7 separate regions of the Mus musculus genome follow, and all the other regions are linked to region 7. The links are chromatin contacts, called in public HiChIP or PLAC-seq and promoter capture Hi-C maps. All regions are on one chromosome and are shown on one strand. Each heading gives the region's core, a stretch centred on a gene start, on an enhancer-like site or on the middle of the called end of the contact. The rest is flanking DNA. Distances are from core to core; before and after follow the strand shown.

Region 1 (3,924 bases), core at 126-2,625, 710 kb before region 7:
TGGCAGAGGATGGCCTTGTTGGACATCAGTGGGAGGAGAGGCCCTTGGGCCTGAGGGTGTTTGATGCCCCAGTGTAGGGAAATGTCAGGGCAGGAAGATGGGAGTAGGTGGGTAGGTGGGGAATCACCCTCAAAGAGACAGGGGGAGGGGGAGGATGGGATAAGAGGTTTCCTAAGGGGAGACCGGGAAAGGGGAAAACATTTGAAATAAAAAAAGAGAATCATCTGTATTATATTGTTTAAAAAAGACATCCCAACAATACCTAATGTTTAGCATGTAATGACAAAGCTTTGAAATGTAAAGGTAAAATTGACTCCTATGATGGTGGTTTGTTATTTTATTTATTTTTATTAGGTATTTTCTTCATTTACATTTCCAATGCTATCCCAAAAGTCCCCCATACCCACCCCCCCAATCCCCTACCCACCCACTCCCCCTTTTTGGCCCTGGCGTTCCCCTGTACTGGGGCATATAAAGTTTGCGTGTCCAATGGGCCTCTCTTTCCAGTGATGGCCAACTAGGCCATCTTTTGATACATATGCAGCTAGAGTCAAGAGCTCCGGGGTTGCAGACCCCTTTAGTTCCTTGGGTACTTTCTCTAGCTTCTCCATTGGGGGCCCTGTGATCCATCCATTAGCTGACTGTGAGCATCCACTTCTGTGTTTGCTAGGCCCCGGCATAGCCTCACAAGAGACAGCTATATGATGGTGTTTTAAATGTTTTCTAAATTTCTTGAAAGCAAGTTCAAGTCATAGTTAGAGAAATTTAACTGGGCTATTCACATACTGTGAGTCTTTTCATGGCATATTTTGCAATTTGCTGTGATTGTAGACGTTCTGGTGAGCAAAAATTTGAGTTCAGAAATCGGGATGAAGTGTGGTGATGAGGGTGGGTGGGGATGGAAACCTAGGGAATAACGGAGGTGTCAGTTCTTGCTGCTGGAAGTGTGCTAATAGAGTGGCATCAGCTTCTCCGCGGCCCTGGATCCTGGGCACTGGAGAGTTCCGCTCAGAAACCAGTGGGAAAGTCATTTTAACCTCCCTAATTATCACTGTTTTTGTATCTATCCCACTTGGAGGGTGCTCCATGGAAGCCAGATGGCTGCAAATGTTATCCTGCTTCACAAGCATGGAGGTTTCTGTATTGCTGCCAAAGCCATTGTCAAAATGTCCTATATCAAAACAAAACAAAAAATAAAATCCTCTGTTTTCCAAACTTCTGAAAATTCCACAATAGCTATAAAATACCAACCCCTCTGTTAGGTTTTGGCAGCTAAAGGGAAAAAATTATCCATTCCCTAAGCATCTTGTTGTCTGAACCAACTGAGCAGTGGGGCAGCCAAAAAAGGAATTGCATCATTGAGAAGCTCATGAATTTTCAAACAAGCAGCCTTTGGAATGCAGAACTGCTCATAAGGGGCCAAGTGGAATGGGCTTAGTGCAGACATAAGCCACTCTGGAATAAGGGGGGAGGGGATTTGCAAAGCACAAGCCATTTTCACCCTTAGGCAAAGGAAAGAGGTGCTTGTGTGTGACTGTGGATGCAGCCAAGGTGTCTTCTAGATACTAGAAGCACAGGGATCAAAGGCAGTTCTCTCTGAATAAGAAAACAAAATAATAAAGTAGGGCTGGATCATTTCAAACTCTAAGTGGTAGTAACATCCAGAAATGGAAGTATTAAGAATAAATTTATCATCTCTTGAAACAGAGGGCTGACTACCTCTTATTAACTTATTTTAAACCTTAAGTGCATATAGCGGAAAGGAAATGTTTTACAAATGAATGCTGCAAATATATAATCTGCAAGGTGACACATTTAAAAAATACATGATGTAGTGAGACCAGTCTCCTAGGTACTCATTCAGAACCTAAAATATGCTCTGATTATTGGTTAAAGAATTGATCTTTTTTTTTTTTTTTTTTTTTTTGTAAAAGAATTAGGTTAAAATGAAGAAAGAATTTTTTTTCCTTTGAGAGTGAGAATTGGAAGATATTTTAGCTGAAAGTCCTAAAAAGGCAAATTAGCTTCTAAAATGTTATTACCTGATACTACAAGCCCATGGTCTGCTGAGGGCCCATTACTGTTCTTAGCCTTGCTTCAGTGGCAGGCAGGCCAGTCCTACTCCCCCACGCCCCTTCTGCCTTATTCCCCAGCTCCTTAGTTTCTCAGTTGTGACATTGATGTTAGGAACATTAGGAGTTTACAGGTAGAGTCTTCAGACCAGGTGATGACATGATATTTAGATATTTATTTGGTATAAATTAAGAATCAACCCTTGTAATTTTAATAATAGAGGCTGGAGGCAGAATCAGGTTTGAAAAATAAAGCTAGATTGTAATATGTAGCTGGCATACGTTGGTCAACTGGTAGAACATTCTAGACCAAGTACTATTTCTTTGAGGGTTCATTATAGGGCCATTGCCAGAAGCCTGCTGGCCCAAATCCATGGTAGTCCTTGAAGAGGCTGACAGTGGAAGCTGTCTCATGGCTGCACTTGCCACAGCTGGATAGCAAGTATATCTGAGGGAATCCAGGTGGTGCATCTCTGAAATTACTTGTTAGGCGAAGAATAAGAAATTCGGCTAAGTCTCATGGAGCAAACTGCAGGTGTGGGTCTAGCTGCTAGGTCTTCAGAGATAAAGATTTGAAAATGAGTGTTAGGAGACCAACAAGCATGACCCAGAACCTAAACAGAGGCATATTCTCAACCACACCTCCAGATCCAGGAGAGAGTCTGACTGACTGACATAAATTGGATGGAATGTTGACACCAAGTCAAAGAACTAGGACAATATTTTATATTGTCATAACTGAGAGTCAACAGTTGTGGTCTCAGGACAAAGTTGAGTCTCACTAAAGTGAAAGGCAATTAAGAAAGACTCCCCAAATGTTTCATCTACGCTCTAACTCAAACACACTTGGAGAATTTACAGTTTGCCTTTATTCTGTTAATATTGAGCATCCTCTATGGAATGTTAAAGTCCCCAAGAATCCAGATTTAGGAAATATACCGTAGTTGATTTTTTTTGTGTGTGACTGAATTGCAATTATTTTGTGAAAAATGTATTTTAAGCCTGGCATGGTGGTACTCACCTTTAATCCCCAGAACACAGGAGGCAGAGGCAGAGAGGCAGAGAGAGAGGCAGAGAGGCAGAGAGGCAGAGAGGCAGAGAGGCAGAGAGGCAGAGAGGCAGAGAGGCAGAGAGAGAGGCAGAGAGGCAGAGAGGCAGAGAGGCAGAGAGGCAGAGAGGCAGAGAGGCAGAGAGGCAGAGAGGCAGAGAGGCAGAGAGGCAGAGAGGCAGAGAGAGAGGCAGAGAGGCAGAGAGAGAGGCAGAGAGGCAGAGAGAGAGGCAGAGAGGCAGAGAGGCAGAGAGGCAGAGAGGCAGAGAGGCAGAGAGGCAGAGAGGCAGAGAGGCAGAGAGGCAGAGAGGCAGAGAGGCAGAGAGGCAGAGAGAGAGGCAGAGAGGCAGAGGCAGAGGCAGAGGCAGAGGCAGAGGCAGAGGCAGAGGCAGCAAGCAAATCTCTGTTGAGTTTGAGGCCAATGGGGCCTGCATAACAAGTTCCAGACTAGCCAGGATTACATTTGAGTCCCTGTCTAAAAACCAAAAATGGGTCTTACCACTTCCTAGGGCAACATCTGTAAGAGCTTGCTGTTATTGGAGACTGTTATTTTTGGAATAAAGGGACAGGTAAGAGAGTGGCAGACAAGGTCAGAGTGATAAGAGTGAACGGGTTAAGAGTTAGTAAATGTCGGCTCTACTCTTCATTGAAGAACAGGCAGAATCTAGCAATGCTGAGGAGGGGTGTCTCTTTATGATAGGTTTAAAACCCTCTCCCTATTTCTTGCTTGTTCTTGGAAAATACACTGCAGGGCTTAAAAGGGGTAGATGAAGATGATAAGTTAAGGGACTGGTCTAGTTGAAA
Region 2 (4,146 bases), core at 146-2,645, 680 kb before region 7:
TCAGTGGAGACCCACGATGAGCTAGGGGCTGCTTCCTCTCTGGTTATCTTGGCCTGGCTCTGGCCCTTGAAAAGGCAAGGAAGATTCTGATGTTCCAGATTCTGGTAGCTGTTGTATTTCTACTTCTGTGCATGTTGTTTGTCACCCTTGACTATACCATTATCAGGTAAAACATTTTGCACCGTGACTTTGAATTATCATTTTTTGAGGGTGCCTTCTCTGATACTTAGTGATATAAGGTGTGTGTGTACGTGTGTGTGTGTTTCTTACCTCACAGATTCCTCTGATCCACAATCCTTCCTTTATTTTTGTTTTCAATCACTGTGACTTAGGAAGGAGTGTCTGTCCTTTTTCAGATCCTAGAGTGGGCCAGGAGGTAACTTGGCATTATTGGGATGATCCTCTCTAACCACAGTCCAGCGAAGAGAATTTTGGTTTTTGAACTAATTTTGTTCAGTGCTACTCAGCTCCCAGACCACACTCACTTGAACAAGGGGCTGCCTTTTCCCTGTAAGTGCTATGCTGGTGCGGCAAAGGCAAGGGGCTCCCTGTGACCTTGCTCATCACGTAAGGGATCGTGCCAGGACTGATGCAATTTTAGATTTACAAAGGTTCAGTCATAAAATGATGTGTATTTGTGGAATTGCTTCAAGACTGTCATCTCTTATATTCTTGCCATAGCTCTATGGTCTAACTTACTGTGTCTTGGATTAAAAAGATGTTAAACTAAATCATGTCATAAGATGTTTGAGGTATAGAAACCAATAGAGTAAGTGAATAGAGTTAGAGCATTATTTTGGGAGCAGGTTAACAAGAAAGCATTAAAAAGGACCCAGGACCTCTGTGCCTTATGGACTGTGATGTGTTCTCATTGCTTAGTAACATTCATTAGATGGCAGAGAGATGGAGAGAGGTATTCAATGGTACACGGTTTGTTAGCATCTTTAAATGCACTTTCCAATTCACTAAAAAGTAACACTTTTAAAATATATTATCACCTGTCATGTGGAATAAAGGAAGAATTCATTCATTTAAAGTGGCTCAAAACTTCTTAGCTTGTATTTATAAATCCTGACAAATATAAAGAAGATTCAAACAAACAAACAAACAAACAAACAATAAAACAACAGTGGTTAAGAAAACAATGTACTAGCTCGTAGATTTAAGATATATTTTAGCATCTCCAGACATGTTTCAAAGCAAACAGGAAAGTTACCTACAGCTTCTTGTCAAAGCATGCGCCTTAATTACTCCTTTGATTTGAAGCAGTTTATTTGCAGTGTCTTCCCCTGCTTCTTCTCTGCTGCTCAAGCTGCCCTGGGAAGGATCCGGGCTCCCCCAGGTGCTGGCAATCACTATAGAATGACTTCATAGTCCTGACCTCCCCACCCCCATGCCAGCAGCTGGCCTCAGCAGCTGCTCATGGTTACTGGCAGAGTCATTTCATTCATGCTCTGGGACAGCTGCTTGGGGTGGTGGCAAGTGTTTCTTTGGCTGTGGACAAAGGCCAGGTTCTACCTGCAGCTGCTTCAGAGATCTTCTAGATTTTCCACAGCTGGACAGGAGTACAGAGCTCAGACAGCCCCTTGCTCTTGCATCTGCCACTTAAGGGATCTCATGAAAGTCCTGATTCAATTACCATACCCTTGTCATCTGCCTAACTGATAGTGTGCAGTAGATACTGGAAAATTCAGGCAGTGAGCTTATTTAGTTTATTACTCTTCCTTTGAATGTAATGACTGTATTTAATGAGATTTCTGTACAATTCAAAGTAACGTGGAAGAATTGGCCTCTAAATTTAACTGCTTGGTCTGGTGGTTTCTGGCTTTGGCTACTCATTGCAACACTGGAAGCTGAAGCAATGCAAATGCCAAAGCTCACACTTAGAGATTCTGATTTTGATGGTTCAGGGAAGGTGGCAGCCTGAGCAACAGGATGCTACAAAGCTGCCCGGTGATATCTCTCTTAATCCACAGGTAAGAATCACTATCCCAGTTTGATCAGTGGCTAGGGTATAGCCTAGAATTAGGGCAGGTCTAGAGGCTCCATCTGTCAGCACTGGCCTTGGGGTATGCACTTTTGGATTCTACTTGGTGAGTTTCATTATCGTATCTTTAGCACCAGGTTTCATACCACAAATTTTGCCTCCCTGTTTGCCCCTGCCTTAGAAGGTGAAATTTTGCTTTTCTGATACTACCAAAGGTTGGCAAGAGGATACAGGAGACAGACCCTTGGTTGCTAGAATACAAAGTTTCTGTAGGCTTAGTTCACAGGGAGCTTCCTGGTGGCAAGAACCATAGGGCTCTGTGTAGCCTCGAGTTTCATCATGCTGGACCTAGTTCAGATCGCCTTCCCTCTTCCTAGTCCAAGCAGAAGAAGAAATCTTTCTCTAAGCTTTGTTGTTTGGATTTGAGAGACGGAGAGAACATTTTTCTTTCTGTATTTTTCAACATTATTAAAAACCTCACACTGTGGTCTCTTCCCCGACTCCTTTGGCTAATGGTCTCTGCGGACAGATGTTCACAGAAGTGTCCAGTTTTTGTCCCTTCTGATGTTTTAATTCTTTTCTTAATTTGTTATTGTTCCTGCCCACTGTGGCTTGCCTCCATTTAGGAAAAACCTTGAGGAGATGAGAAACTAAGACAAACACCAGCTCTCTTATTATATCCATTTCAAAATGATGTTCTATTCTGGTAGGTTATGATTCTTAGAAAAATTGAAAGGCTTAAGTAATTAAAAATGCCCTTCCATGGAGGCAAAGCAGGAAGGATAACTCAGAGGAGGCCTCTTGCTCACCTACTGTAATTTGGAGAAATTAAACAATAAATGAAAATGTCTGTGATGTTATGAAGAAATCAGAAAGTCTAATAAACAAATAAAGCTTGCAATTAGGAGTAGTAAAAAGTAATTAGCAGGCAATGTTCTTTTCACTTTTCCATGCTCTCTTTGGGCCATGAAAATGAAGCTATAAATAAATGAAAGAAGGGTGATTTTATTTTAATGTCTAGCTGACTTCTCAAGCATCTTTGATTAGACATCAACAGTGAATATGCCCTCAAAGTTATCTTGAATGTTTGATGGACATAGTATTCTGTATTGCTAACATGACACAAAGAGTCTGTGCTGGAACACTGGAGTGAAATGTTTCCTCTTCTATACCACTCAAGAAAAATGAAAAAAAATAGAGTGGTGTGAAGTTTTTTCAGTGCTGAGAGAGTTGAATCACAGTTCTATACAACTTATTTCCCTATATGATGACTTGACTCAAAACTTCATTGCATTTCTGTGGGCTGAGTTGCAGATCACCCTAAATAAGCACTGGATAAGCTATCCAAGTTTGGTCTATAAAGTTTGAAAAAAACTCCTGATTAGGTACAGATAATGAACATATACCATAACTTACTATTACCATTAAGTACTATCACTCAGAGGAGAATAGATTACTGGACAGAAAAGCTAAGTTGTCTGGACCCAACCCATGGGAAGGTTTCTGATCTAAGCTAAGTGTTGGATTCCAGACGAGATGCTACTCCTGGTAACAGAATGGTGGGGGAAAGCTTTCTGCTGAAGATTGTGGTCTATGGAGACAGACGAGGATGCAAATCCCAGCATCCATCAGATTAGAGCTTCTAAATCTCCATGTTCCTCCATAAAACAGGATTTGTATTACTCTGGTTATAGTGGAATTGGATCCTTTGCAAGGGTCAAATGAGATGTTATGAAGAAAACATTCACCTGGGGTTGGCAAAGGGTTAATGTTAATAAGGATAACAATGCTATTTTTACTCCTGGTAAGACTATTTGTACTGATTAATCACTAATCATTAGAATAAATCAACCATATTTTGGGTGTTTGAACATGTTAAATATTCACTCATTCAACAGGCATTAACTGGGTGGTAATTTTGAGGTAGGCACCATTTCAGCACTGAGAATATAGGCATAAACATACTGGAAATTGATGCCAGTTCTCATGGATCTTACACCGGTGGGCTAATTATCTTTCCTTTTTATTACCAAAAAAGATTCAAATCACCATTAGAGGCTTAGCAATTTAAAACATAGTCTGGCTTATATTTCTCATTCTATTTAATATCAAATGTTTCAAAGAGATTACTTAATTTTAGCTACAGATAACGTTTGAAT
Region 3 (3,861 bases), core at 382-2,881, 870 kb after region 7:
TTGTGACTACAGACTAGGGTAGATATTTTTTGTATGCCTTTGAACCTGTGAACATCCCACAGCACATTTGTTCTCTAATTTATCTATTCAATGAAACATTTTTAAGCATGTGTCTAACAAGGAAACTTTCATCTTAGAGCAGATTTTACAGGATGATACTAGCAGAGTATGGTGGTTTGAATGACAATGACCCTATTGGCTCATATATTTGAATGCTTAGTCCACAGTCCGTAGAACTCTTTGGGAAGGATTAGGAGGTGTGGCCCTGATGAGGGAGGTGTGTCAGTGGGGTTAGGTGTGAGGTTTAAAAATGTCTAGTCATTCCCAGCTACTCTGGCTCTCTCTTTCTCTGCCTCATGATTGTTGTTTCAACTTGTCAGCTCTCAGCTACTGCTCCAGTGCCATGCTTGTTCACCTGCTGCCAGGCTCCCTGCCATGATAATCAGAGACCCTACTACCCTATGGAACCATGAACAGCAATCAAATGCTTTCTTTCTTTTTTTTTCTTTTTTTTTAATTAGATATTTTCTTTATTTACATTTCAAATGCTATCCCGAAAGTTTCATATCCCCTGCCCATCACCTACCTATCCACTCCCACATCTTGGCCCTGGCATTCCCCTGTACTGGGGCATATAAAGTTTGCAAGACCTAGTGGCCTCTCTTCCCAATGATGGCTGACTAGGCCATCTTCGGCTACATTTGCAGCTAGAGACACAAGCTCTGGGGGTACTGGTTAGTTCATATTGTTGTTCCACCTATAGGGTTGCAGACCCCTTTAGCTCCTTAGGTACTTTCTCTAGCTCCTCCATTGGGGGCCCTGTGTTCCATCCAATAGATAACTGTGAGCATCCACTTCTTAGCAGGCACTGGCATAGCCTCACAAGAGACAGCTATATCAGAGTCCTATCAGCAAAATCTTACTGGCATATGCAATAGTGTCTGTGTTTGGTGACTGATTATGGGATGGATCCCCAGGTGGAGTAGTCTCTGGATGGCCCATCCTTTCATCTTAGCTCCAAATGCTTTCTTTTATAAGTTGCCTTATTTGTGACATTTTGGCACAGCAATAGAAAAGTAACTATGATGCAGACGATGAAAAAAACTAACTTATTGTAATTACAATAAATTCTGCAAAGGGTTCACAGTTGCCATTAGAGTATATAACAAGACAGATGTAACCTAGTCTAGAGACCAAAGAGGCCTTATAATTAAATTAACATATAAAGAAGAAAGCAAGGAAGAGAGGAGATTTACACCGAGATGAATCTCAAGGTAGGAAACAGGATGTTGCTTTTGAGGAACTGAAAAACAGCCTTTGAGGGTAGAAAGCAGAAGTGGATCAGACAGTGTTTATCACATCGACTTGACATCATATACTGATAGACTACACTTCTGAGGACAGTGCTGCTCTGGTCTTCAAATGGAGAATTTAAGAAAGTCACACACATTACAATGACAACAAATGTTCAGGATTCAAGTATATCCAGGCACCCAGAAGCAAAGCATAGTATTTTCAAAGTATTCAAAACAGGAAAAGTGTAATTCCCCCACAATTGATAGTTTGTTAATAAAGGAAATGAGATGTTTTTTTTTTGGTTCTATCCTTTCTGATTTGGCCTTAAGTTCCTATTACCAAGACCAGTAGAGTTTGGTACCCAGTCTTGTTTGTGTGGGAAGGGATGGAAGGATTGAGAGAGTATACTATCTACCATGTCCACAACAGTCTGATAGGAATCTGAATTCACTCACCTTTATTCCTTCCCATCTGGCTGGCTTTATAGAGTTTATTATATAAATGAATGCATGCTTGATGACAAGATGGTGATTTCTCTACAAAGTTAGGTCTTACATTTAAGTGCCTAAGTAAAAATTCTTTTTCTCATTTCCACAACCCTAAGTCACTGTTCAACTTAGTTTTCATAGAATAAATATCTAGTTAGTCATACAAGTGCCTTAATATTAAAAAAAATTGCTGTGAGGAATTATGAATATTTTTTTCTGTAAAAACTTTACTTCCTGGCATTCTTACTGCCAATTCTAAATCCCCTAGGGGGAAGAAAGCTTAGTTTGTTTCCAAGCCCAGAATGGTTTCACTGTAGGAATCCATAATATGTTCACTCGTTTTATTATGCCTTTGATCCATTTTCCCAATTTGGGGGTGAGGAAGCAATCACACACAAAGACTGTGATTTTAAAATGGAAAATAATTTTGAATTATAATACATTCTGCAGCTCACAAGTTGTTAACCACACAAGTGAGCAGTAGGACTCCACTGTAAGCATCTTAATATTTTATTCTCCTTTCAATATTTTTCTCCAGATTTGTTAAAATTTGAACTTATTTGTTATTCTCTCATACTTTACCCTCCAACTGCAGTTTCCCCTCCTTCCTTTCTTCCCAGTCCTTCTCCTCTACCTCCCCTCTCCCTGAGATTCACTTCTCTTCTGATTTTCTTCAACAAAGAACAGGCCTCCCAGGGATATCAACCAAACATGGCATAAACAAATTACAATAAGACTAGGCACAAACCTCTTCTTAAGGTTTGATGAGGCAACCCAGGAGGAGGAAAGGGACACAAGAGCAGGCAAAAGAGTCAGAGACAGCTCCTTATCCCACTGTTAGGAGTCCCACAAGAGCACCAAGACACACAACCATAGCATAGATGCAGAGGACCTAGGTCCAATCCATACAGATTCCCTGATTGTTGCTTCAATCTCTGTGAGCCCCTATGAGCCACGCTTATTTGATTCAGTGGACCATGTTGTCCTGGTGTTCTTGACCCCTCTGGTTCCCATATTCCTTCTCCTCTTCCATGAAGTTCTCCAACCTCCACCTAATGTTTGACTCTGGGTCTCTGCATCTGCTCCTATCAGTTGCTGGATGAAGTCTCTCTGATGGCTATTAAGTTAGGTTCTGGTCTACAAGTATAGCAAAATCATTTTGTTGACTTTAGGCTGGGATATCCAGCCTCTGGTTTCTGGTCCTCCAGGGAATGTCAAGCATGGGCTTCCTCTTGTGGTCTGGGTCACAAGCTAGGCCAGTCATTTGTTGGCCACTCCCACAAGCACATCTTTAGTGGTGCCACCTTTACTCAAGCCCATCTTGCAGACAAGACAAACAGGTTGAAGGTTCTGTGGCTGGATTTGTGTGGATTTCCAGTGGAAGCCTTGCCCGGTTACAGAGGGTTTTTGTTTTTTTGGGTTGTTGTTGTTGTTGTTTGGTTGGTTTTGTTTTTGTTTTTGTTTTTAAATTTCAAACTTTAATTCTTGTTGATGATTCAAACCTGGAAAGGTAGATTTAGACAGACTCAGGAGCAAAGTGAAAACTCATCATTCATTTACATAGGCTGAAAACCTAGAAAATAATATGCAAGGGAAGAAGATCAGGTAATTAGTTTAACTGCCTAAGGCTGAATACACAAAGGTGAGAGCTAATCCCAGGGAATGAAAGGAACAGTTGACTGCCCTGGCTGAATGGGAAAGGCCTCTGACTCAGCCTTCCAGGGCAACAACAGAGCCATGCAGACCAATAAGCTGACTAAGCATGTTCTGCACTGTGTTATACCTGTCCTCCATTCTCCCAGGAACTGGATCTCGTTACAGTTGAGCCCATTTTCTGGTCATACCTGGTTAAGTGTGCTAGGTCTATGGTAATTTTGTAGTACGTAGAGTTTAGTTGACAGTGTGTTCTTTTCATGCGATGTGTGGTTTTTTGTCGGTCTTGTTCCATATTTTCCAATTATGGATTTCTGGTGGTCTGAGCCAAGATGTTTTTTTCCTCTACTATTCTTATGCCTTCTGGTCTCCTACTCATCAGGAGCACAGGATGCAATGCTCAGTACCTATGCCCATGTTCAAC
Region 4 (3,732 bases), core at 1,041-3,540, 890 kb after region 7:
TTAATGCAGATTGGTACAAAGACGAGTGTGTGAGAGCCTGAGCTTCATCCTCAGTGAAAGGGGAAGACAATCATGAGTGCAGCTTGCTCATGTGCTAAGCACGTGACAAATATCTGCTTCAATTTCCTTACTTTTGCTTTTTATAGCTTTATTTTACGTCAGTAAATAATAAATATTATCTAGATGGTGATTTTAAGGACAATTTAGCTTACACAAATGTGCTTCAATTCAACTTAAAATATCAAAAAATAATTTCTACTTTCTTTAAAATTCTACACCTCAGATTCTTTCTTATATGAATGGAAACATAAAACCACCCCTCAAATATGTCTTGTAACTATTTATACTTCATTTTTGCTCAGCAAAGATTACATCGAACACTAGAACTCATTGAACTCTCACTAGAACCTTCCAGCAATCACATTAAAATATGATTTAATATATGTATATTTTTATTTTTCCTTTTGACACAAAGTCCCAAGTAACCCAGGACAAGGTCACTAAATGGTAGTGGCTGGCCATGAACTTTTGACCCTCCTTCTTCCATTTCTCTAGTAGTAGGATTACAGATATACATAGCTATACTCTGCTTTTTGACATGACAGAGGTCAAATGCTAGACAACACTACATTTCTATCCTTTCAATAAAAAAAAAGTTTTTAAAAATTCACTTCTTTAATTGTTAAAAAAAATCACTTGGACTCAATCTGATTGATGAATGAACTATATAAATAAAAGAATAAATTTCCATAATATAGAGATGATTCTACATGATCATAGAATGGTGGTTTTTGACCCTAAAGTATGCTCTTATTTTTAATCATTTTAAAAGTAAAACTTGATCTGGGGTGTTTAGGTGACAATGCTATGTAGCAGTTTTGGTAAGAAAGGACTTAGCTATTGGACAGACAAAAGAGTATCAAACAAACAAAACAACATCACCATTCTGAATAAAATCAGGGTTTAGATTGAACGTGGCAACTTAAGATTGCATTTATAAATGAAGGACTCAAATTTTTCCTTTGGAACCCTCATTAATTGCAAAGGCAGATAAAATAAGTATACACACACACACACACACACACACACACACACACACACATATATATAATGCGTATATATTATGTGTTTATCTCTCTAGTTAGAGATAGATAGATACCACTGGCATATTTTTGAAATATACTTTGTATAAGAACTCATGTATTTTTGCAATTGAATTACTATCCTTTTATTTCCTTAAAACAAACTAATCTGTGGGCAAGCAAGACAGCTCAATAGGTTAAGGCACTTGCCACCAAGTCTGACACCTCTAGTTTGATCTCTGGGGCCTACATTGTAGAAGGAAAGAAGCAACTCTACAAATTCTCCTCTGACCTACACACATGCACCACAAAATGTGTACACCCACAAGTATACACGCACAACAAACAAATAAGTTCAATAAAATTACATACACTGTGAAACTAATGTTAGTAATGAAATTTTTAAAAAATTAAAAATCGTAATATGTGTAAACTTGATGATGAAACATACCCTCTGGTTTATATAGCTTGGTGGTCTATGGTATCACCAAACATGCCCATTACTCATTACAGCTACAGCGCTACTTCCAGACAGGAAGTAGCCTCACAAAGCCCTTTGAGATACAGCTCTTTGTCTACTTCACAGGTCTGACAGCAATGTACTTTTATGCACGTCTAATGCTTTCGATTTCCTTGTCCACAGTCGCAGAATGCATCGCCTAAGCAAAGGAAGCAGAGTGTGTACACACCACCGGCCATGAAAGGTACTGCTAGGTACCACTTCGGGGTGTCATGAGTAATGGGTGTAGGGACTGGCGGGCCATTGGTCTGCTGATTATATGTGCTTGTCTCTGCTTTGCTTCCAGTTAAGGGTGGAGGTCAGGAAGATTTTACCTCTCTGAAGCTTTGTTTCATCATGGAATAAATAGGTACTTGAAGAATTGGTGACTTGGAGAGTCTCAGAATCTTAGAATGGGAAAAAAAATCAATTTTCAAAATAACGACGATTTTTTTTCTTTTACCTTTGTTTATTTTTCTCCTTTGAAAAAATTATCCTCAAATCTCTAATTGTTCTTGTTGATTGGCATGTGATTATTAGTTTGTTTTTTTCCCTTAAGGTAAGCAAAGCAGAAGTGCTTGGTCTGCGTGGAAATGTAATGTCAAGAATCACCTCTCTGCCTTGTGTCAGGAGCAGATCTACTGAACCCAATTGAGCACCAATTTGCTGTACTCCTAACGGCTGCCCAGATCACATCAGAGAATGCTGGCTCAGAGGCTGGCGTCTTCCCAGAACTTCTCCCCAAAATTAGAACTGCCAAGTAACATTTAAGTGTATCAGTATTTCGACAAATACTAGTTCCAAGAAAGGCTTCTTTTCTTTTTCACACAAAAATGTTCCTGACACAAGGCAGTGACTGTTCAGGCCAGTATCTCCCTTCCAGCTTGGCTCCCTGGTTGTTGGCTCAAGGTTCATCACACTGCCCTCCAGCTCTGATTCAGTGTGGAAGAAGCTGGTGGGGAAGCTTAGAGGTCCAGCCCGGGCTAGAGCTTCCACTGTTTATACTCTTTTCGGGGAGATGGGATATAAATGGACCCGTAGCTACTTTCAGTAAACGTCTGTTCTGTGCAGTTATAAAAGGTTGTGCCTGTTTGTAGGAAGAAGGATAAATAATGCATCCATCTGTGTTGTAGTTTATCCCAAGGCAATTATTGAATTCCTAAGTATCACTGTCTAAATATCAGTATAGAGTTTTCAAGATGGTTCTTCATTGTGAGTGCTTTTTATTTTTCAAGACACGTCAGTTTTGGCATGAATAGACAACAATGAAGATGTATGTGAAGTTGCTCAATTATTTCCTCTGTTCTATTTTGGGTTAGCTTAAGCTAAATAAAGTAGTACTGTCCTCATGTCCTCAGAGAATAACTATATTATTTTGAAAGGAAAATCTTAAACTCAAAGGCCTAAGGGGACATGGTGTTCATTATTTTTAGCTCTCAAATATCCCAAGAATGCGGGACTCTAGCATTCAGAGAAGCTGGTTATATTGAAGCATTTTTAGTATAACTTTATACTGCGGAGTCCAGAGATTGTTCTTCAACAACTGCAGTAATGAGTTAAAAAGCCTTAAGGATGTATAGCCATTCCTTCAAGGAGGCATTGGGCATTGATACATATAAGCTAGTAAGGATCTATGTGAGTTTTCAGCTTATGATAAAAGAAAAAGCCAAATTGGTATGATTTTTCTCAGTGTATCTGTTCCTAAGAGCTGGAAATGTGTGTGTGAAAACCAATGTAACCAATGGTAACCTATGGTCTATTGTGAGCACAGAGAGGAGATTTAATTATAGGAAAGATGGCTGAACAAAGGGAGTGTTCTTGAGATGCGAAACACATTAATACAGTTGTGCCCAAATGAAAGTTCTTCAGGCTGCTGTTCCATGTTACAAAGGTGAAGGTAGGGTGGTTTTCTGGGTGTGCAAAGCACCAGCGGAGGAGATCAACATGAGTGAAGAAAAAAATGTGCTCTGAGGCAAAGTGTACAATGGCTTTTTGAAGGAGCCCGTGAAGGAGCGGCTAGATAAACCAAGAAGGCAGAGCCTGTCTTCTCTTTGAGGAGTTACTGGGTAAGGAGACAAGACAGAAAGGGATGATGAACTTCACCCTACTCCTGCCCTACTAACCTACAGAGTTATGTACATTTTTTTCTTT
Region 5 (3,858 bases), core at 291-2,790, 740 kb after region 7:
AATCTCAAAAGAACACACATGGTATCCACTCACTGATGAGTGGATATTAGCCCAGAAGCTCAGAATACCCAAGATACAATTTACAGACCACATGAAACTCAAAAAGAAGGAAGACCAAAGTGTGGGTGCTTCGGTCCTTCTTAGAAGGAGAACAAAATACTCACCGGAGCAAATATGGAGATAAAGTGTAGAGCAGAGACTGAAGGAAAGGCCATCCAGAAACTGCCCCACCTGGGGATTCGTCCCATATACAGTTACTAAAGCCAGACACTATTGTGGATGACAAGAAGTGCATGCTGACAGGAGCCTGATATGGTTGTCTCCTGAGAGGCTCTGCCAAAGCCTTACCAATATAGAGGTGGATGCTTGCAGCCAACCATTGGATTGAGCGCAGGGTCCCCAATAGAGGAGTTACAGAAAGGACCTAAGGAGTTGAAGGGGATTGCAACCCCACAGGAAGAACAACAATATCAACTAACCAGTCCCCCAAGAGCTCTCAGGGACTAAGCCATCAACAATGGCTCCAGCTGCAGAGGATGGCCTTGTCATGCATCAATGGGAGGAGAGGTCTTCTTTGATCCTATGAAGGCTCAATTGATGCCCCAGTGTAGGGGAACTAAGGGCGGGGAGATGGGATTGGGTGGTTGAGGGAGCACCTTCATAGAAGCAGGGGGAGGGAGGATGGGATAGAGGGCTTCTGAGGGGGGACTGGGAAAGGGAATAACATTTGAAATGTAAATAAAGAAAATATCCAATAAAAAAGGAAAGAAAAACCTAACAAAACAAAACAAACTCAACAAACAAACAAACAAAAGATTTGGGGTCCGTAGGACTTATGCATGGTCCAGAACCAAGTGGATTCATGATGAAATAATATGGCTTCATGAACTGTGCGGCTTTGAGCAAGTTACTGCATGTTTTTAATTATTAATACACTATAAAGTACTCACTAACCTCACTACTGAATAAGGTTGTACTAAGCAATAGGATAATGCATTCAGGGACTTAGAAAAAGCACCAAATATATATTTGAGTGCTTACTATCAACTCCACACAAAAGGCAATGTGAGCTCATTTTACAGGCAATGGAATGAAGCCTGAGATTCTGCGACCTGCTCAAACTAACTTGGCAACAAGCTACAGACTCTGCAACTTCAAAACCTTTTCTCCACATCCATGCTGACTCACTGCCTTCATCTTATCAAACTGTGATAATGGATGAGTAAGTCACAGCCCCTAAAGACAACGTATTGAAGAGGAAGTAAAAAGAGAACAGACTTTTTTTTTTTTTTTTTTTTTCACATGAGCTTTTGGTGTACTGTTCACAGGACTCTAACCCAGGGCTGGGGGCTGGCTTCCATGGACATTTCTAACTAACCCTGGTCTTGAAGTGTGAGCTGGAATTCGATCCTGGGCTTGGGTGGGACAGAAGATGCCATGAGCAGGGCATCCAGGGGGAAAGGGCTGGAGAGCTCGTTCTGCATGTGAACGTGCAGAAGCTGTGGGAGGATGGGGACACTGGTACTGCGCAGGTCAGCGTGACGGAACACGGAGTCTCGGGTGAGGGGAAGTCTGGTTATAAAAGGCACAGTAGGAATGTAGTTCCTTAATCAAGGACACTACCGGAAAGTGTACACAATAATGTATATTCTGGGGTCAGGCATCTGCACCTCAGGTGTGCAGGCTGGTGTTTATGGACACTGAGGCATGAGTTAAAGTTCTCTTATGTATTTTTAATCTGTATGTGTCTGACCTCAGTCTTGCCGAGGTCAGACGTGCCTATAGATAATGTGTATTCTGTAGGAAAATAACCTGATTAACAATTGAGAGAAATGCTTTTCTCACTTCCAGGAATTCTTTCCCCAGGAAACTTATCCACATTAAGATCATATGCTCAATTGTCTTTGTTTCTAATGGGAAACAATCTTCATGACTTCTTGTGTAAAGCTATTGTTTTGAGTGTTTGATTTAGCCATTCTTGTGGCAGGAGATCATTTATGAACCAAGATTCCCAAGCTTCAGAGAAATACCAATTTAAAAACCACTGTAAACTCCACTCTTCAAGATAGAGCACCTGAAGGCTGATTACCAACAGTAGCCTTCCAGAATCAGGGTAAATTTACCATTTCAAACTCGTTGAGATAATTACAATAAAATGATTTGGATGGTTGATAAAATTTCAGCAAAATCGCTTATCAATTTTGAAAAACATCTTGAAAGAAGAAATGGTATTTCACTAATTCCTCCATGTGTAGCTTATACACAAGTTACTTGTATGTATCAGTATTTTGAACAATACAAGTATTAATCTCAGAGTCAGAAATCCTGTTATGTGGTATTTAACTCAACTATATGAAGAAAGTATATACCAAATGCCAGGCACTTTTCTAAACATTAGGGATGCCAGAAGATTTAGTTGGGCCCACAAAAATCCCTCTCTCTTTATGTAGATAAAAACAAAATTTTTCATAATGAATTATGATAGGTACTAAAATACAGGCATGAATTACATACATAGTAGAGTTGATACTGAAGATAGGACACCTTCCAGCCTGGACTAACACAAGCTAATTAGGTAACTCAGCATAATTTTTTCTCCAGTAACTAGAAGGGAGGACCGAAACTCTATATAGGTCAGGGAAACATCTGAGTGGTGCTAATTTGTCTAATGTTTTATCTTAATTCCAATGAATGATAACATTATTGGGACTGCCAGCTCCCTGGTCTTTTAAAAACACCCAGCTTCCATAAGTATTTTAAAACTAAACTGTACACTACACATCTGGGATTTTTAGGTTATGGAATATTTCATAAAAGACTGTAAAAGTCAAATCAGTAGCATGGTATTTTTGAAAGTATTTTATGCAGACATCATAATTGATAGGCACTAAGATTTGTTTTAGATTCTAAAAATGTTTCTCCAAAACTGTAAAGTATATCTTGTTGTCTTTGAAGCAAGATATTTCATTGTGAACCTTTGACCTATTTTCCCTGCAATCTGAATTCCCACATTCATTATGAATAGAAGAAGAAGAAGGATGCATTTCAGTCTGGACACTCTGTACATTAGAAACATGAAGGGACGTCATTTGGATGGATAATCAGACCTTTTATTCAGCCAGTTGTCACTGGGGTCTCCATACCTGGCAAGCCCTTTCCTGTGTTGTTTCCACTGTTGCCCACTGCCCTTGCCTCTTCCGAAGACGTTTCTTTCCTAATTAATTTCTTCTTAAAGTATCTTTGGTCCTAATAATTAGATGGCAGCAACACTGACTTTATAATAAATCCATGAGCTTATTAGATATGAAACTTCTCTCTCACTTTAATACCTTTCTATTTTAAGTTGTAGAAGGAAAAAAAAAACCACAATCAGTAGCCTTTCATGTTTCTACATAGCCTTGAAACTGTAAGGAATCCCCAGTCAGCTCCTGCTGCTTGTTTCTTTGTTTTTCTCTCACCTACAGACTTGTGTTGTTCAAAATCACTCTTTTCATTGCTTTAAAACAACAACAACAACAACAACAACAACAACAAAAAACCCAGAAATTTGAAATCTTATTGATGCTCATTCTATTAAATAAATAAATAAATAAATAAATAAATAAATAAATAAATAAAATCCAAGGGAGAAGGGGGGAAGAAAATGTAATAGGAATCTCTCATTGCTCTTCAGACAGTGTTCTTTGATTTGTTTCAGATCTCAGTTGCTTTGTGGTGTCTCAAAACTGTGATTGATGTTAAAGTGGTTGGCTGACCACTGAGAGGAAAAACTTTATACCAGTTGTTCTCAACCTTCCTGATGCTGTGGCCTTTAACACAGTTGCTCATGTTGCCGTGACCCCCAACCATAACATTATT
Region 6 (3,616 bases), core at 412-2,911, 920 kb before region 7:
GTCAATTAGTTGACCCCAGAGAGGTTTTGGATTGTTGGACTTCAATGCTTTGATAGCTGGATCTCTGCAGGTTAGATCAGGGAACAGATCTTGGGGGCTAGCTTGAGGAATGTGATCTAACGGTTTTTAACAAGACACGGGGACTTGGGAAGGAGAGCCTTGTCCACCACATTCAAGCTGGCTAGAGTTCCTGCAGTAATTTCAGACTTACAGAGAAAACAAGGGAAATCTGACAGAAAAACCCTCAAAGACATTAGTTCCAATCTGCTGTATTACCGATAATCACTTCTTTCTGGAACTGGTCTATTTCCAGACTGAGTCTGACTGGGCCAGTCATGAACAAGGTAGGACTCAACTAAAATAACCAGTCTAAACCCGGCTAGCCCACACCTTTAATCCCAGCACTCAGAAAGCAGAGGCAGGCAGAACTCTTTAAATTTGAGGTCAGCCTGCTCTAAGGAGTGAGTTCCAAGACAGTCAAGACTACACAGAGAACAGGAAAAATAAATAAACAAAAGGCAGTTTAAATACAGAGCACAATTAACAGAAAAGGTAGCTCATTTTCACATGTATGGATCTTTTTTGCCTTCATATACATATAGGGACAGTTCAAGTTGCTGGTGCAAGTGGCTATCAGCAAGCAGGTATCCAGTCCCCTGAATCTGATATTATAATTTGTTGTGATCCATCTTGTGGGTGCTTGGATCGAACCTAGATCCCTCTGAAAGAGTGCTTTTAACCACTGGGCAAACTCACCAACGGCTTGCCGGGGCTCAGTTACTGTTTCTATTAATACCTTTCCCCAAATTATTCTTCCGGGGGGCGGGGGGGCGAGTTAAGTGGCTACAATGTATCAAAAAAGTCTTGCATTTAGAGCAGGTCAAACAGCTGGCACAGTGCTGTTTGTACTGTAGGGCCTGCAGCTCGCTAGGGGCAGGAACTGCAAACCCATGTTTGGAAGTTGCAAATAGTAGAGGCTTTTAGAGTTAAGGTTAACTACGTATGCGACCTAAACACAGAAGATGCGAAACATGGATCACTAGGGCTAAACATGACAGGGGTTCAGTCAAGTCAATGAAAACGATCCATAAATGAAAATGTAATAGAATTGGCTACTGGGATAAGCTGGAATGAGGCAAACGCGTTACCAGAATTTATTAATGCCAGCCCCGGGACGCCGACTGGGGACGCGACCCAGGGTGCTCCCAGGAGAGGTGTTCACCGACAACCCAGACCAAGGCCCAGACACGCACGCCCCGCCGCCGGCGCTAGGCCCAGCCGGCTCACACGGCACCTCGCGGGCCGCCGGTGGAGACGGCGCAGCCACATGAGGAAAGCAAGGCCCACCGGGCAAGCGCCCACTCGCAAGTCCCTGCCCTCTCCACGCGACCTAGCAACCCGCCGCCCCCACTCTGGCTCCTAGTCTATCCCGAGTCTTCAGAGTTCCGTAATTACCTAAAGCTCCACCGCGCCGCCATCATACCGGAAGAGCGTCAGTTCCCTTTCCCGGGTGAAAGTAGCGCGAGAAATTAGTGAAAAACTGGTAGTGAATTGGCAGGTATGTGATACGATTAATGATAATGCGGTATAGTAACACCTTGAGTCAAAGCAATCCAGCTAGTAACACTGTCATTCCTTACAAAGAACACGAGAAAAGAACATGTGAGTCCGAGTGAACTACAAAGTCCAGCATGCTCTGGCAGCGCGGACGGAAATGAGTTGTAGTTGGACCGCAGTGCATGACGGGAATTGTAGTTCGTTCGGATAGGAGGTCACACTAGAGACACTTTTGAGAGCTAGGTTTTCGAGGCATGCTTCTTATTCTAACACTACTCATCTTCTAAAGCCATAAAAAGTAGCTCTTAGTAGACACCGTAGCTTTTCTTTCTTTTTTTTTTTTTTCAGTGTAAAAGCTTAACACTAAGATACATACTATGAAACTACCGCAGAGGCTTACTATATAATACCTTGCCTGAAAATAATAAAAAAAGTAGCGATCCCTTTCAGATTTTTGACAGAAGCTTTACCAAAAGTCTGTTTGGGAGAAGAGGGGAAAGTGACAAAATGTTTAGTATCTATTAAGTTCCAAGATTTTAAATTCAAGTGAATGGAAGACTATCTGATTATAAATGATATGTTGTAAGGACAGTGAGAAGTAAATTGGAGGCCCAACATGGTGGTGTCTGCCTTTACTCCAAATATTTTGGAGGCTGAGACTGGCACTGTGTGTTCCAAGACATCCAGAGCTACATAATGAGCCCCTGTCTTGAAAGAGAGAGAGAGAGAGAGAGAGAGAGAGAGAGAGAGAGAGAGGAAGGTGAAAAAAGAAAAGAAGCAAGTTGCCTGGCGTGGTGGCACATGCCTTTAATCCCAGCACTCTGGAGGCAGAGGCAGGTGGATTTCTGAGTTCGAGGCCAGCCTGGTCTACAAAGTGAGTTCCAGGACAGCCAGGGCTATACAGAGAAACCCTGTCTCCGAAAATAAATAAATTAATTAATTAATTAAAAAATTAAAAAAAAAAGAAGCAAGTTGTATTTATGATACTTTCAGGGTTGGAATGTGAAATCTGTAACGAGTTTAGAGCACTGGCCTCAATTATACTGTTTCCTTAGTCTTTGATTTTCAGTGTTACCAAAAGGTAAGTGTTAAAGAGCATGCTAATGTGATTGGAAAGCTCTTCCTAAAACAACATCATCTTTATATTTCAAAGTATTTTGTAAACCAGGCCTGGCTTCTCCAAGAATTTTGTTTATTTTTTAAACAGGGACAAGGTCTCACTATGTAGCCCTGGCTGGCCTGGAACTTACTATGTAGACCAGGCTGGTCTTGAACTCACAGAGATCTGCCTGGCTCTGCTTCCTAGGGGCTGGCATCAAATGCCTGGGGCAGTAAGCTCTGCTTCTTTATTATAATTTTAGGGTGATTGAGCTTTCAGCCTTTTCCTAGAGATAGTATGACTTTGTTAGCGTTTCTCCTGCTATAAAGTGACACCATGACTACAGCAATTGTTATATTCAAACAAACAAACAAATGAACAAACAAACAGCCAATCTAATTGGCTTACAACAGAGGTTTATTCCATTATTGTGATGGTGGAATTCATGGTGGGGAGTTTTATGGCATCTAAGTAGTAGGGGGGCTAGAGAAGGAGTTGAGAATTCTATATCTAGATCCACAGACAGCAGGAGAAGACGTTCAAACACTGGCCAGGCGTGGGCATCTGAGAAGCCCACCTCAGTGACACACTTCCTTCCACTGCACCAAGTCTACCTCAACAAAGCCACACCTCCTAATTCCTGTGAGTCTATGTGGGCCATTTTTATTCAAACCCCCACAGGGTGTAAACAAAATAAAAATCCTGGGCTAGGCACTTTAATCCCATAATTTAAGAGGCAGACCTGTGTTCAAGTGTTCAAGGCCAGCCTGATCTATATAGTCAGTTCTCAGCCAGCCAAGGCTACGTAGTGAGCTTTTAATACTAGTACTTGGGAAGCAGAGGCAGATAGCTCTCTAAGAGTTTGAGGCTAGCCTGGTATACAGAGTGAGTTTCAAGCCAGCCAAGGCTACATAGCAAGACCATGTCAAAAGCAGAAAGAAAACAAGGCAAATCAAACCA
Region 7 (3,995 bases), core at 990-3,489:
CTCCAGGCCTACAGATCCCTCCAGGCTCAGTCTAATATAACTTGTCTTGGTTCAAGCCCATCACCACAACTCTGAGCTGCATTAATAACTCAGTTGTTTAACTTTAAAGAAACTTTTATTACATAAAGGTTGTCACATATTTGGACACCTCTCTAGGTCCTGTGGACCTAGCACAGGACACCTCTCTACTTTGTACACAGTTGCTCTCACTCTCCAATCTCATTTTCTTTCTCCTGTAATACAGTATTTCTTAGTCTTTATCTATTTGCTTTCTGACCAACTACACACTGAGCAGAACAAGTGCATTCCCAACTGCTTAAGAATTTGGTAGTTCCCAAATACTCCATCGATCTGGGCTCCATGAAACCAAACTCGCCAAAGATTCATGGACTTTTTGTTAACAATTAGCCTTTGGGCCTTCAGGCTATTTCTAGGGTATTGAATTTCCCTGAGCCTCTCACCTTTTAACACACAGCCAAGCTGCATCCACAACAATGCCCAGACTCAACACTGGCTGCCTGCTACTCAAGCAGTGTCTGTTACTTAATGTAAAGTTACTTAAGAGTGTTACTTAATGTAAAGTTGGGAGATGTCTGATTCAGACCCTGCCCATCTGCTCCCTTTCATTCTGTCAAATCGAAGTGTTGGGGGATTGATCCACAAACAGACCATTATCCCTCTTCACACATGACTCTGTTCAAACTGGAACACCCTTCTCCCCATCCAGGTGAATGTCAATAATGGGGTCTCTTTCCAGTCACTTGGCAGAGCTCTTGTCGGGGAGGGAGTAAGGAGACGGCTCTGGACACACGAAGCAGTTTATGTGCTTAGCATATACCAGGATATAGCTCGCTTGTGTAAGTTCACTGAATCTGTATCTTTGAAACGTTACAGATGTGACTTATTTATAGTTTCGAGTATTTTTTTTTTCTTTTTTTTACCAAAGCTCTTCTATTTGGAGGAAAAATAGTATGTTGGCTCACTTCTTTTCATTTTCCTTTCTCTTGAGCATTGGCTCATGTCTTATGGCTCCGCCATTCTAGTTTCTTCTGTGAACTCCTCCTCCCAGGACCCCTGGCCCTGAACACTCTTGAGAGAGGAATGCACAAATTCCTTCGAGGTTCCATCACTGGAACATGGTCTCAGGAGCGGCAAACAGGAAGTTTCTGGACTTCTGTCTATTTTGTGCTTGGGGCAAAACTGGACTCCACTTGGAAGATTCCGCAAAAAGCAAGGCAGGAGTAAACCAGCAACCTTCCTGATTCCTATCTAAAACTTTTAATGAGGACAGTGTCATATAGAGTCAGTCCCTCCATGGCTTCTCTATCCAGAAGTGGTCTCTCTCTCTCTCTCTCTCTCTCTCTCTCTCTCTCTCTCTCTCTCTCTCTCTCTCTCTCTCTCTCTCTCTCTCTCGCAAAGCAGAGCCCGCCGCCAGACACATCGGGTTATTGCCCCTAAACTTCCTCACTCCACTTTTTACATCTTGAGCGGGACATTTAAAACACAGTTTGGGATTTTGTAAGTTTCCAAAGCGTCCAGAGGGCAGTCCCCTTTTGGCAGCGCCATTGCAGGACGGGAGCCAGAGATTAGCCGAGGTAGGTCCCCTGGTCTCAAAATCCTATTCACCTCGCTCAGAAGCCCAGGACTCTACCTTGCTACTTCCTTCAGCTCAGAGGGGCCAGAAGCAGCTTTCCTTTGCCTGCGTGCCTGGCCTCCTCAATAACACCATTCATCGCCTGCCTCTCGGGGCACCGGGGAAGCCCCAGTCACGCGCCAGGGTTCTCGCTCAGGTACGGGATTCCCGGGGTAACCGCCGGCCCCTAACCTCAGGGGCGGGTAGTCCACTGGGCAGCGTCGGCCCGGAGGCGGGCTCAGGCCGGAAGCCACCCGCGGCCCCGCGAGACCGCGCCCCCGCCCCCGCCTCCTCGTCCTCCTCTTCCAGTACGAGCTCGGCGGCCAAGGGCGCAGGGGCCAGCCCGCCGGTCCCCGCCGCGCTCTTTGTCCCGGCCGCGCGCGGGCGGACGCGTGCGCATCTGCCCCCCCGCCCCCCAGCTCCCCAACCTCCGCCACCCCCCGCCCGCCACCCCCCACCCGGCGGAAAAAAAAAAAAAAAGAAGGCGCAGCGGGAGCGCGCTCGCGCGGGGGCGCGCGGGAGCCGCTCGCGCCCCCTCCGCCAGGCAAGCAGCGAGCACGCGCGCCGCCGCGCCCGCCCCTCCCCCGCCCGCCCGCTCGCTCGGAACTTGCTGACTGCGCGACCGGGAGGAGCCGAGCCGAGCCGAGCCGAGCGCAGCGGCGGGAGGCTGAGCGCGCGGGGGGCTCCCGCGTCCCTGCGCCTTCGCCTTCGGCCGGCAGAGCGCCCACCCCACCGTGGCTCCCGGAGCGCGGGGCGGCGCCACCCTCCGGCCGCAGCGCGGCACTGCACGGCCGCCTGCGACTTTCGATGTTCCACACTCCCGGGCCGGAGCCTCGGCGGCGGCTTCTTTTCCCGCCCCCCCGGTGCCCCCCCCAGGCTGCCTCCATTTCCTCAAGGAAGGTTCCTCGGCGCTCTCCCTCCCCCACAGCGTAGCGGCGCACGAGCGGGCCGGGCGGGCGGCCGAGGTAAGGCGGCGGGGCCGGGGCCCGCGTGGGGGGCGGCGGGGGCGGGGGCGGCAGCTTTGTTCGCGCCGGGCGCCGCGCTCCTCAGTCCGCCGCGCTAGTCAGTCAGCGGCGCGGGGCGGCGGGTCCCGCATCCCCCGGCGGGCGGGCGCAGTGGCGCGGTCCCCTGCGCGGCCCTCCCCACAAAGGACCGCGGAGCTGCGTGGCCCAGTGCTCGCCCCGGGGCGGGCCGCGCCAATTTGTTGCACTTCTGGGGGTGGGGGGTGGGGGAGGGCTTTTGTTTGTTTGTTTGTTTTGCCCTCGGGGTTTTGGCCGCTTTGCGGATTTTTTTTTTTTTTTTTAAAATAACAAAATGTCGGTCGGTGAGGGAGGAATTGAGCGGGGAACGTCGATGGCACCGGGAGCTTTGCAGAAGGTGCAGTTTGGAGCCTGCCCTTCCCCGGGTGGCAGCTCGGGCTCGGCCCGGTGAATCCTCGCCGCCGGCCGTGGGGACGGCTGTGGGGCGGCTGCCAGTTGATTTTTTTTTTTTTTTTAAATTCGAGTGCTGTGTTCAAAGGCTTTCGGTGCGCACGGGAGGACCCCGTCACCGTAAATAAGCATATGGGCGACTAACGGGGTATGTTTTTCCTCTGGGAAGGAGGATTTGATCGCTCAGACCGGTGTCAGCCTGTAAATATTTAGACGGTATTAGTGACTTCTGAACATTCTCGGCGAGATCTGTTATTTACAGTTGTCATATGTTATTAATGCCCGTTGCCCAAGTTCCCTGGCAAATCTGTTTCATGCCTTCTGAGAAAGTAGACAATTGATAGATTGTCCAAGGGATGGGAAAAAAATGTGAGTGGGTTTTCCAACTTGCATTTTGGTAAATCCCTCAACGCCTGCATTATAAATTATGATACGTATCAGATTCCCTGTAACGTGCTGCACCCTAAGTACAGGGACTTTCGAATCCTTTTCAATAAAATACTCTCAAAGGTGCTTATTGAGAAGTGCATGCTGCTATTTTTTTTTAAAGATCTAATGTTTCTCCATGGGTCTCTTCTCTCCTTAGAAGTTTTCCCAGAGATAAGTTCACCAAGATGTCCAGTGACAGGCAAAGGTCGGATGATGAGAGCCCTAGCACCAGCAGTGGCAGTTCAGATGCAGATCAGCGAGACCCTGCCGCTCCAGAGCCCGAGGAACAGGAAGAAAGAAAACCTTCTGCCACCCAGCAGAAGAAAAACACCAAACTCTCTAGCAAAACGACTGCTAAGTTATCCACTAGTGCTAAAAGGTAATGTCTACAAGGGGAGGACTCACACGGTCAGGTCCCCTTCCCATTGGTGGCTTTTGCTGGCTTAACTTCAGTGGCAATAGTTCAGAAATAGTTCTCCATCAAACGTATGTGAACTTGAGTG

What was found. Promoter capture Hi-C pulls out the DNA fragments that hold promoters and counts their contacts. HiChIP or PLAC-seq counts read pairs in DNA pulled down with a chosen protein or histone mark.
Region 1: a promoter capture Hi-C map of hippocampal neurons shows a contact between it and region 7, with 8 times the contacts expected there. The contact joins the enhancer-like site here to the promoter of Ube2e3 in region 7. A contact is called at or near these places in 6 of 39 promoter capture datasets (the 3T3-L1 cell line, cranial neural crest, embryonic stem cells and 2 more), 1 of 484 Hi-C or Micro-C datasets (brain) and 5 of 115 datasets of contacts at active chromatin or transcription factors (astrocytes, bone marrow-derived macrophages, cardiomyocytes and 2 more).
Region 2: an H3K4me3 HiChIP or PLAC-seq map of neural progenitor cells shows a contact between it and region 7, with 20 times the contacts expected there. The contact joins the enhancer-like site here to the promoter of Ube2e3 in region 7. A contact is called at or near these places in 5 of 39 promoter capture datasets (the 3T3-L1 cell line, 3T3-L1-derived adipocytes, cranial neural crest and 1 more), 1 of 484 Hi-C or Micro-C datasets (cerebral cortex), 11 of 115 datasets of contacts at active chromatin or transcription factors (cardiomyocytes, embryonic basal ganglia, embryonic forebrain and 7 more) and 1 of 9 other capture datasets (macrophages).
Region 3: an H3K4me3 HiChIP or PLAC-seq map of pro-B cells shows a contact between it and region 7, with 4 times the contacts expected there. The contact joins the enhancer-like site here to the promoter of Ube2e3 in region 7. A contact is called at or near these places in 7 of 39 promoter capture datasets (the 3T3-L1 cell line, 3T3-L1-derived adipocytes, the HPC-7 cell line and 3 more), 1 of 484 Hi-C or Micro-C datasets (the HPC-7 cell line), 2 of 115 datasets of contacts at active chromatin or transcription factors (large pre-B cells and pro-B cells) and 1 of 9 other capture datasets (macrophages).
Region 4: a contact with region 7 is called in a promoter capture Hi-C map of the 3T3-L1 cell line, with 10 times the contacts expected there. The contact joins the enhancer-like site here to the promoter of Ube2e3 in region 7. A contact is called at or near these places in 9 of 39 promoter capture datasets (the 3T3-L1 cell line, 3T3-L1-derived adipocytes, the C10 cell line and 5 more), 1 of 484 Hi-C or Micro-C datasets (the HPC-7 cell line), 7 of 115 datasets of contacts at active chromatin or transcription factors (astrocytes, embryonic forebrain, embryonic hindbrain and 4 more) and 1 of 9 other capture datasets (macrophages).
Region 5: a contact with region 7 is called in an H3K4me3 HiChIP or PLAC-seq map of bone marrow-derived macrophages, with 8 times the contacts expected there. The contact joins the enhancer-like site here to the promoter of Ube2e3 in region 7. A contact is called at or near these places in 4 of 39 promoter capture datasets (the 3T3-L1 cell line, the C10 cell line, the HPC-7 cell line and 1 more), 1 of 115 datasets of contacts at active chromatin or transcription factors (bone marrow-derived macrophages) and 2 of 9 other capture datasets (liver and macrophages).
Region 6: a promoter capture Hi-C map of pre-B cells shows a contact between it and region 7. The contact joins the promoter of Cwc22 here to the promoter of Ube2e3 in region 7. A contact is called at or near these places in 23 of 39 promoter capture datasets (the 3T3-L1 cell line, 3T3-L1-derived adipocytes, the C10 cell line and 15 more), 12 of 484 Hi-C or Micro-C datasets (the AML12 cell line, CD4 T cells, CD8 T cells and 8 more), 18 of 115 datasets of contacts at active chromatin or transcription factors (the 230-238 cell line, the NIH/3T3 cell line, acute myeloid leukemia and 12 more) and 4 of 9 other capture datasets (adipose tissue, embryonic stem cells, liver and 1 more).

Annotation. Positions count from the first base shown.
Region 1 is chr2:78,158,931-78,162,854 of GRCm38.p6, forward strand. The region is part of intron 2 of 4930440I19Rik (RIKEN cDNA 4930440I19 gene); the gene reads left to right. Among named protein-coding and RNA genes, the nearest start is that of Gm14461, 77 kb to the right of the region's middle. Within about 2 kb of position 1,376, at least 45 of the 459 cell types and tissues checked have an H3K27ac peak or open chromatin away from gene starts, as enhancers often do. A contact at or near this core is called in astrocytes, brain, forebrain and 2 more, where this site is marked.
Region 2 is chr2:78,188,341-78,192,486 of GRCm38.p6, forward strand. The region is part of intron 6 of 4930440I19Rik (RIKEN cDNA 4930440I19 gene); the gene reads left to right. Among named protein-coding and RNA genes, the nearest start is that of Gm14461, 47 kb to the right of the region's middle. Within about 2 kb of position 1,396, at least 25 of the 459 cell types and tissues checked have an H3K27ac peak or open chromatin away from gene starts, as enhancers often do. A contact at or near this core is called in neural progenitor cells, neural tube and oligodendrocyte precursor cells, where this site is marked.
Region 3 is chr2:79,740,835-79,744,695 of GRCm38.p6, forward strand. All of the region lies in intron 2 of Ppp1r1c (protein phosphatase 1, regulatory inhibitor subunit 1C), which reads left to right. Among named protein-coding and RNA genes, the nearest start is that of Ppp1r1c, 35 kb to the left of the region's middle. Within about 2 kb of position 1,632, at least 51 of the 459 cell types and tissues checked have an H3K27ac peak or open chromatin away from gene starts, as enhancers often do. A contact at or near this core is called in the HPC-7 cell line, pre-B cells and pro-B cells, where this site is marked.
Region 4 is chr2:79,757,886-79,761,617 of GRCm38.p6, forward strand. It overlaps Ppp1r1c (protein phosphatase 1, regulatory inhibitor subunit 1C), which reads left to right. Exons shown (of 5, transcript NM_172420.4): 4 at 1,726-1,786. Among named protein-coding and RNA genes, the nearest start is that of Ppp1r1c, 52 kb to the left of the region's middle. Within about 2 kb of position 2,291, at least 17 of the 459 cell types and tissues checked have an H3K27ac peak or open chromatin away from gene starts, as enhancers often do. A contact at or near this core is called in astrocytes, where this site is marked.
Region 5 is chr2:79,609,856-79,613,713 of GRCm38.p6, forward strand. It overlaps a transcript of Itprid2 not described here. Among named protein-coding and RNA genes, the nearest start is that of Gm46751, 23 kb to the right of the region's middle. Within about 2 kb of position 1,541, at least 13 of the 459 cell types and tissues checked have an H3K27ac peak or open chromatin away from gene starts, as enhancers often do. A contact at or near this core is called in bone marrow-derived macrophages, where this site is marked.
Region 6 is chr2:77,944,695-77,948,310 of GRCm38.p6, forward strand. It overlaps Cwc22 (CWC22 spliceosome-associated protein), which reads right to left and starts at 1,662. Exons shown (of 20, transcript NM_001362658.1): 1 at 1,456-1,662.
Region 7 is chr2:78,866,808-78,870,802 of GRCm38.p6, forward strand. Ube2e3 (ubiquitin-conjugating enzyme E2E 3) reads left to right here and starts at 2,240. Exons shown (of 6, transcript NM_009454.2): 1 at 2,240-2,598; 2 at 3,650-3,871. The coding sequence starts at 3,678.